2 separate regions of the Danio rerio genome follow, and region 2 is linked to region 1. A link is a contact called in public Micro-C data. All regions are on one chromosome and are shown on one strand. The core of a region is the stretch at or near the end of the contact, and the rest is flanking DNA. Distances in the headings are between cores, read along the strand shown. Region 1 has its middle 30 kb from the start of adar. Region 2 overlaps kcnn3 (potassium intermediate/small conductance calcium-activated channel, subfamily N, member 3).

Region 1 (3,852 bases), core at 821-3,320:
ATGTTTACACAAAAGCTAGCCAAATATATTCTAATGTAAGTGTAGTTGGGAGGTTAAAATTTGCGTACACAAGATTCATGCATGATTTCAAAACTCTAACCACTTCATTCCATTACCGCTGGATGGCGACTTTTCACCGTCTCGTGTAGTTCACAGACGACAGATTTGAGAGTGATCAAACGCCTGGACGAGATGCTATAAAAGAGAACATTACGGTATGAAATTATTCATTTTCCCCTTAGTAATTTCACTGGCAAGCCCGCTGATTCGGTATTTTTATAGGTTGGGTAATGAGTAGAGTAAAATAAGCCTACCACCAGCTGCAGAGGTGAAGTTTATTGCTAAATTCTCACTTCATTAAAAAGCATGTGGAGTTGCGATATTAACCTACGTTAAATAAGCAGACTGACAACTGTCACCTTCACGTCAAGAGTTCGAACACCGTATTTTTGTCTTGTGGCGCTTGCTGTGTCGGCATTCAACCAAAAGGTCATTATCTGGTCTAACCAGGGTTGAAGGTTTTGGCAGCTAGCCCAGAGGCCAGAAAAATAGCTCTGATATCAAACCCCAAAATACAGTGCTCAGCATATGTAACTACACCCCTTACAAATCCATCTTTTCAATACATATTTTATTACATATTTTTTTACAAGCTATACAATATATTTGTGCATATACGTTAGATTAGTCACACTGAAGCCAAATCTGGAGCTTATTTAAAAAAAAAAAAACGTATAATTGTCTAAAAACTACACCAACATTTATGTTATAGAAAATTATTCAATACAATAAAAAGGCAAAATCAAGAGAAGCAAAAAATAAATAAAATTTTAATTTAGTTGAAATGTTGTAGGTGTTTATTTATTTTTGCAATATTTTGCTTGAATTTAATTGTATTATGTTCCAGTTTCTAAATATGTTTGGTGACTAAACTATTATTTTAATAAATATATCTGTTTTATCTGTTTTGTTGAAATGCACCAAAATGCATTGCCCATACTAAGAAATGATTCAAAATATTCATTTTCAAAATGAGGTTTACTCAATTATGCTGAGGACTGTATATGATGTATCAAGGGCATTCATTATAACCAGCTTTATAGCTTTATATTTGGAAGTATAAAGATTGTGTATGGATGTATCTGTTTTGTTTCCTCATCCTAGCATTTTTCTTTTTTTATCATTGGTTGATGAGAAATTTGTTAGAGTTAAATATGTGTACGTAACCATATAAATATAATTAATACAATATGTCAAAACTTTTAACATGTATCGCAAGTGTTCAAAGTAGTGCGAGACTCCATAGACTTGGCAATCCTCTGTCTAACCACCTGTTCTTCCACCCAAGTTCAAAGTATGGGCTGTCTAAAGTATTGTCTATAATTTTGTAATAATAGTATTGTTCCATAAATAATCCATACATGATCCAAACATGTACTTTTTTTGTGCTTTAGTTTTTATCATAAAAATAAAATACTTGGCATTTAATTTACTATCACAAGCATCTGTGGCCAAATTTATTTTAATTTTAAAATGTACAATTTATTAATTGTTCCACCAGATTATTTTCTCTTTGTCTCTTAATAAAATTGCCTTTTAATATTTATTGATTCAATAGCTGTAAGGCAAACAAGGCTCCTGGTTGTCCATGTCAGTCAGTTCACACATATTTCAATGGAAATATTAAACAAGCACATGGCTTGTATATATAAAATATTAGTCTGAACTATATGCCAAGTAAATGCGATGATTGATGCCCTAGAAGAATGAGTAAGAGGAGGGAATGGGGGATGTACTGTAGTAGGGGTAGCAGAAAAGGCCTCGGGAGAAGAAAAAAAATGGAGGGAAACACTGAACTATAAAGCTAACTGTCACTAGTTAATGAATATACTAAGTAAAGAACACTAAACAGTAGTAGCATGTGTTGCTCCCAGTGCTCGTGGAATCTTAGTGATGCATGGTAACAGCTGACACTGTTTTGAGCCCTGAAACGAAACATTTAAGACTGTGGACACATTATAACTCATGCTTTCACCCTCCCATGAAAAGCGCACACGGTCTCTCCAGCAGCTGACTCAGTAGAATCAAAGTTGTTCTGCAGGCCTAGACTAGAATGACAAATGCACTAATGTAATGTGAAATGTGTGTGTCTGTTAGATGTGTGTGTGTGAGAGAGAGAGAGAGAGAGAGAGAGTGAGATCAAGCTCTAGAGGGCTTTCCCTTCTAACTTCCACCTACACAACAACTGTCGCGGCACAAGTGTTATTACTGTATTTAGAATTCTGTGCATATCTGTGCCTTGCATAATGAGGTTATAATGTGCTGCTATGCATGGTGAATGCCAGATCTATGGAGCTTCTTTCATAAATTATCCAATTTTTTATAGGAATGCTTGTAGCCGTACCTTTAAAGGCTATTACTTGTATGCTTTAAAGAAAGATTGAACAGTAACACTTTTTATAAGCCTTACATAGGCACACAAAAATAAAAATGCATCCAGTTTTTGGTAAACTTGTATTAAAATTGGTTATATTCTTTGTCTTTCAAACATTTTTACACTGTAAAACCCAACTGTCAACTGTAAATGAAATGAGTGTAGTTAACTCAAAATTGACAGTTAATTCTACTCATTTGAAAAGAGTTTTGATCCCAGTGATGAAGGTAATGAGTCAATCAAATACCCCATTACTTCAGCTTAAATAGAGCAAGTTCACAGTACTCATATAAATTAGTTGTTACAACTCAAATGGTTTGTAACAATCAGTTTTCTTCAAGCGGTTTCAGTTACCTTATTGAGTTTGACAGTTCTCGGTTTGAGTTCTCTACATTTATTTGGTTTTACTGTGTTAAAATTGCTTCTTTTACTTGAATGTATTAAGTTCACAGTACCCATTAAGATTAGTTTTTGAACTTAAATGGTTTGTTGCAATCGGTTTCCTCAAATGGTGTGAGTTACCTTAACTTATTGGGTTATATAGTGTACTGATTCACAGAAGACGCCCATTAAATCGTATTATTCATTTATTAATCAATTGTCCTTCAGCTTAGTCCCGGATTGATCAGGGGTAGCCACAATGAAATGAATCGCCAACTACTCTGCCATGTTTTTATGCAGTGGATGGCCGCAACCCAGTGCTGGGAAATATTAGCGTAATATAGAAAATAATGCTCAAACTTGGTTTATAATGCATGTTTAAATTGGTTGTTGTGTTGTCCTTTTCGCAACAAGATTCTAGTAACACGCAGTTTGACTGTCTGCACCAAAAGCGACACAACATGACAAGAAACCTTTAAATAGCAGCCACTGCTTGCACAATGAAATGGTAAAGGATTTTTAATTGAACTGATTCATATTAAACCTCTTTAACATTATTAAAAGGCCACTGAGTGACTGTTGCTGTTGGATTGCACTGAATCGCAATTCTGACCTGAATTTTCAAACCTTCAGCTATTTTTTTTATTTTCAAGATCTGACATGAATGATCTGCTGCTGCTTTCAGTAGTATGGCAATCACAGAAAATGGTATTAAAACTCACATTGGGAACATTTAATAAAGCTAATCATCTGTACCTAAGATGATCTTTTTCAGTAGCATGTTCTTTTGTCCCGCCACATCATTGTATAAACAGAATATTTCTAAAATAGAAATTTCGCACCTATGTCACAGATGGTTAGGACTGAAACCCCTATTAGCATGAAAACGATACTTTGTGTGCTGTGTCGCATGACATCTGATACGTCGCATGGAAACTTGTGAAACTTACAATGTTATATTCTGAAGCAGTTTGAACTCATAGAAAGGAAACAGTCAAGATATTATAAACTTAAGCTGGTCCCAAACTGGATGCGCT
Region 2 (3,852 bases), core at 939-3,438, 160 kb after region 1:
ATGGAAAATAATTATCAAGATTTCATTTTTGCCATATCGCACAGCCCTACAGCATCGCCTTCATGCTGGCCTTTAGATTTGTTGTACAAGGGTTAATATTGTACTATTTTGATAGCATTTGATAATTTTATAATATCCTGATGATCTTTTAATTTGCCCACCCCCTGCCCCCTTCACAAATTCACCTCATGGATTAATACTTTTTTTTTACTTGAAGATTAATCTTAAATTTGTAACGATAGCAGAGAGATCATCTCTCACTTCAATTCAAATCGCATGTATGAAAGCTTTTAGGCTTTCCTGTAAAATATAATGACGGAAGAAGTTGGGGTATGTTAAGTTATAGGATGTGGTGGGTTTCTTAGGTTATTAAAGGTGTTTTCTTTAACCACCTGTTTAGCCTGCAGTAATGCATTCAGTGTAAGCTGCACGATTAATTATTCAAAGATCAGGATCTCAACACCCACGCAACAAAAATTATAAATGAAGGAGGTTTGCATAAGTTTATTAATCCTTTGAATTGCTGCATTCAAATCTGTGTTTGAAAAATACAAAAAATCAAGAAAGAGTCTTTAGTCATATAAAACAGACAAATAACACAGAAGTACTGGGATAACATTTTATAGTTTATATAAAACCACTGATATTATGGTAAAGATTACAATCACAATTGTGATTTGTCTCCTCCCTTTTTTGGCTAATCTGAAAAATGGTCTGATCCGTGACTAAAAAAAAAACATAATGTGATCCGAACAGTGAGAGTTGTGATTTGTTTCACCACTACCAGCCTTCATTTCCCCTCTTTATTAATGTCCAAATTACTTTATAAAGTCATGCATATGTTTGTCTGAATGTATATTTTAAGTTGTTTCCAAGTGACAAAATGCAAGATCACCCCAGGCTGTGTCCTGTGCATATAATTTATTATGGATTGAAATTACAGATACCATTATCATTGTTAAATCTATTTAAACAAACATCTGTATATGAAAATATGCTGGTTACCATAAAACCTAAAAACTACCCATTAATAACATACACAGCTCTGCACGACAGGAAGATTACCTCCTTCTAAACATGAGTGAAATTAAGTTGCCGTTTGCTAACGGTAATCAAACAAACAAACACAAATTATGTATAAAAAGTAAAAAAATAAAATAGCACACACAACCAAACTAAACCATTTTGCTGTTGCCTAAAAGCTGGGGTTCTGTGTAAAGACACCTGTTAGCCTTTATATTTACATCCAAACTCACAGCAGACTACATGCCAGGATTGCTCCAATTGTAGAAAATAAAAAGCACCATTGTTAGCCTGTTTATTATCGATTTACAAAAAGGAGTGCAGGGAGAGTGGAGTCCGTATATTGCTTAAAGGCAGGCACATATAAATAATTAGCTAGTTACATAAAAACGGTCACAAGAATCAAATGGGCCAATTATGGGCAAAAATGTTCAATATTTTCAGATCTTTAAGGTGATATAATAATTTTGATCACCAGTATAGCTGGTTACCAGGGGCAGATTTACCCAATAAGTGAGGTAAACGGTTGCTTAGGGTCCCAGGAAATCTGGGGGCCCCAAATAAATACCTGGAGATAATAATACCCATCTAATATAACGTTGTTTTTTTTTAAGGAAACAAATATTTTAAAATGTAGAGATTGCAATAACATAAAACACAGAAAAGAAGAGAGAAAAAACAGCAATATAAGTAAACAGAAAATAAATAAAAGTACAAAGGCTGAAATTTAAGATTGCTTGGACCCTTGGTTGGAATTGCTTAGGGCCCTTAAATCAATAAATCCACCCCTGCTGGCTACAGCATGCTTACCACCAAAGTTTTTCATTTATCTATCCTTCTCTCTCTACACAGATGCAGAGCGTCATGTATGAACTGATGTCAGAGCTGAACGACCGAAGTGAGGATCTGGAGAGGCAGATGTTGAGTCTGGAGCAGCGGGTGGAGCGTTTGACGGCCGGCTTTAATGCTCTGCCCGCTCACTTGTCGGCCACGCTCAGCTCCCAGCATGCGGCGCTCGTTCAACTGCTGCGTGAGCGTGATGCCAAGGTTCTGAGCCCCACTGTGCCCTCCGCGCTCTCACCCACTGCTGCCAGCCTGCCTCTAGCCAACCCCCCCTCCGGCTCAGGCTCCATCCCCTCAACTCAGCCCGCAGAGGACAGTCCCAACACCAGCAGCTCCAGTTGTTGAGAGTGCCGGTGCAGGATGTTCCCTCCTGGGCTGCAAGACGGACAATTAGCGAAAGCAGAGAAATAACATAAACATTCACACGCATACGATGCACTGTAACTATGAGCATTGCGCAGCTTGAGTATCTCACAGAGATGGAGGAGATGCTAACATTTGCACAAAACCTCTATGATGACAAAACTGCCATATTTCCTATAGTCCACAAGACGGACGTCCTCTACTGTTACCATGAATGTATTGATTTTAGAAGACTAACTAACTCAGACATGTTAACATGCATGGACTCTTACTTACACTTTCTCTGACTCCGTCTTTGCTACCAAAGTGCTCTCTGTCTATAGTTGACTGGAATGGTGTGTGTTGTAAACCTAGGAGAGGAGGGTGGGAGTGGTTATAGAGAGTATAAATAATCAGCAGCTGAGAATGTTATGATCTGGAGATCTGGACAGCACCTTTTTTACAGTCTGCAAGAGACTAACAGCCATTTGAAAGAAGCATTATTTGGAGGAGCGACGCTGAAGCCAGTCGATAAATTATAAAAACCACCCCATCAAGGTGGAACAGCTGCTCACACTGAAATAACTGTAGAATGAGTGATTATAGTCATTTTCTTAGTGGAATTGCTTCTGTTATAATGGCGTTGAAATAAGAGACTATTTTACTTCTGACCCCATTTTGAAGGAGAGACCATTTTGAAAACTGACTAATAGTGACATCCTGTGGCCGGAATACTGAGTTACATCCTCTTGGAATATTGTACAGTATGCTATTACTGAAAACTTAGCTTTGTATCGCTCAGTTTTTTACCATTAATAATTACTAACGCAGTTATAGCTCATATTTATTATAAGATTATAAGATAGCATTCTTCTCATTCGTCATTGGAAATTATGATTGCTGTATAAATAATGATTTTATTGATATTAATTATAGATAAGGGAGGTGCCGTTTGAGGTTGAAATTATTTTGTAATTTTATTTTACCAGAGAGAATTAATAAAGTATATATCTATAAATGACTGTCTGTGTGTGTGTATCATTGTGTGAATGACAAGACCATTTTTGTTTGCCTCTTAAATTTGCAGCCCTAAATTCGTTTTCATTCATTCATTCATTCATTTTCTTGTCGGCTTAGTCCCTTTATTAATCGCTACAATGGAATGAACCGCCAACTTATCCAGCAGCTTTTTACGCAGCGGATGCCCTTCTAGCTGCAACCCATCTCTGGGAACCATCCACACACACATTTACACACACTCATACACTACGGACAATTTAGCCTACCCAATTCACCACCACATGTCATTGGACTGTGGGGGAAACCGGAGCACCTGGAGGAAACCCACGCAAAGGCAGGGAGAACATGCAAACTCCACACAGAAACGCCAACTGAGCCGAGGTTCAAACCAGCGACCCACTGACCTTCTTGCTGTGAGGCGACAGCACTACCTACTGCGCCACTGCCTCGCCTAAATTCGTTTTAGTTTAATTTATTAATGTTGTTATTAAATGAGTTCCTGACTCTCAGTGGTCATTAAAATTCTGATGGCACTTCGCTTAAAGAGTAGAGATGTAACACCGGTGTCCTGGCCAAATTCCCTTACCCATCCACCGAATTGGCTCTCTCAGTCTCTCCGTTCCA

Evidence for each region. Hi-C and Micro-C count contacts between places; a contact is called where the count stands out from the background.
Region 2: a Micro-C map of caudal fin shows a contact between it and region 1, with 18 times the contacts expected there. The contact joins two enhancer-like sites. A contact is called at or near these places in 3 of 18 Hi-C or Micro-C datasets (caudal fin, hematopoietic stem cells and an unstated tissue) and 1 of 4 datasets of contacts at active chromatin or transcription factors (caudal fin).

What each region holds. Positions count from the first base shown.
Region 1 is chr16:24,851,726-24,855,577 of GRCz12tu, forward strand. No RefSeq gene overlaps it. Among named protein-coding and RNA genes, the nearest start is that of adar, 30 kb to the left of the region's middle. Within about 2 kb of position 2,071, at least 12 of the 62 cell types and tissues checked have an H3K27ac peak or open chromatin away from gene starts, as enhancers often do.
Region 2 is chr16:25,008,558-25,012,409 of GRCz12tu, forward strand. kcnn3 (potassium intermediate/small conductance calcium-activated channel, subfamily N, member 3) reads left to right here. Exons shown (of 9, transcript XM_009292295.5): 9 at 1,876-3,229. The coding sequence ends at 2,211. Among named protein-coding and RNA genes, the nearest start is that of rps27.2, 79 kb to the right of the region's middle. Within about 2 kb of position 2,189, at least 4 of the 62 cell types and tissues checked have an H3K27ac peak or open chromatin away from gene starts, as enhancers often do.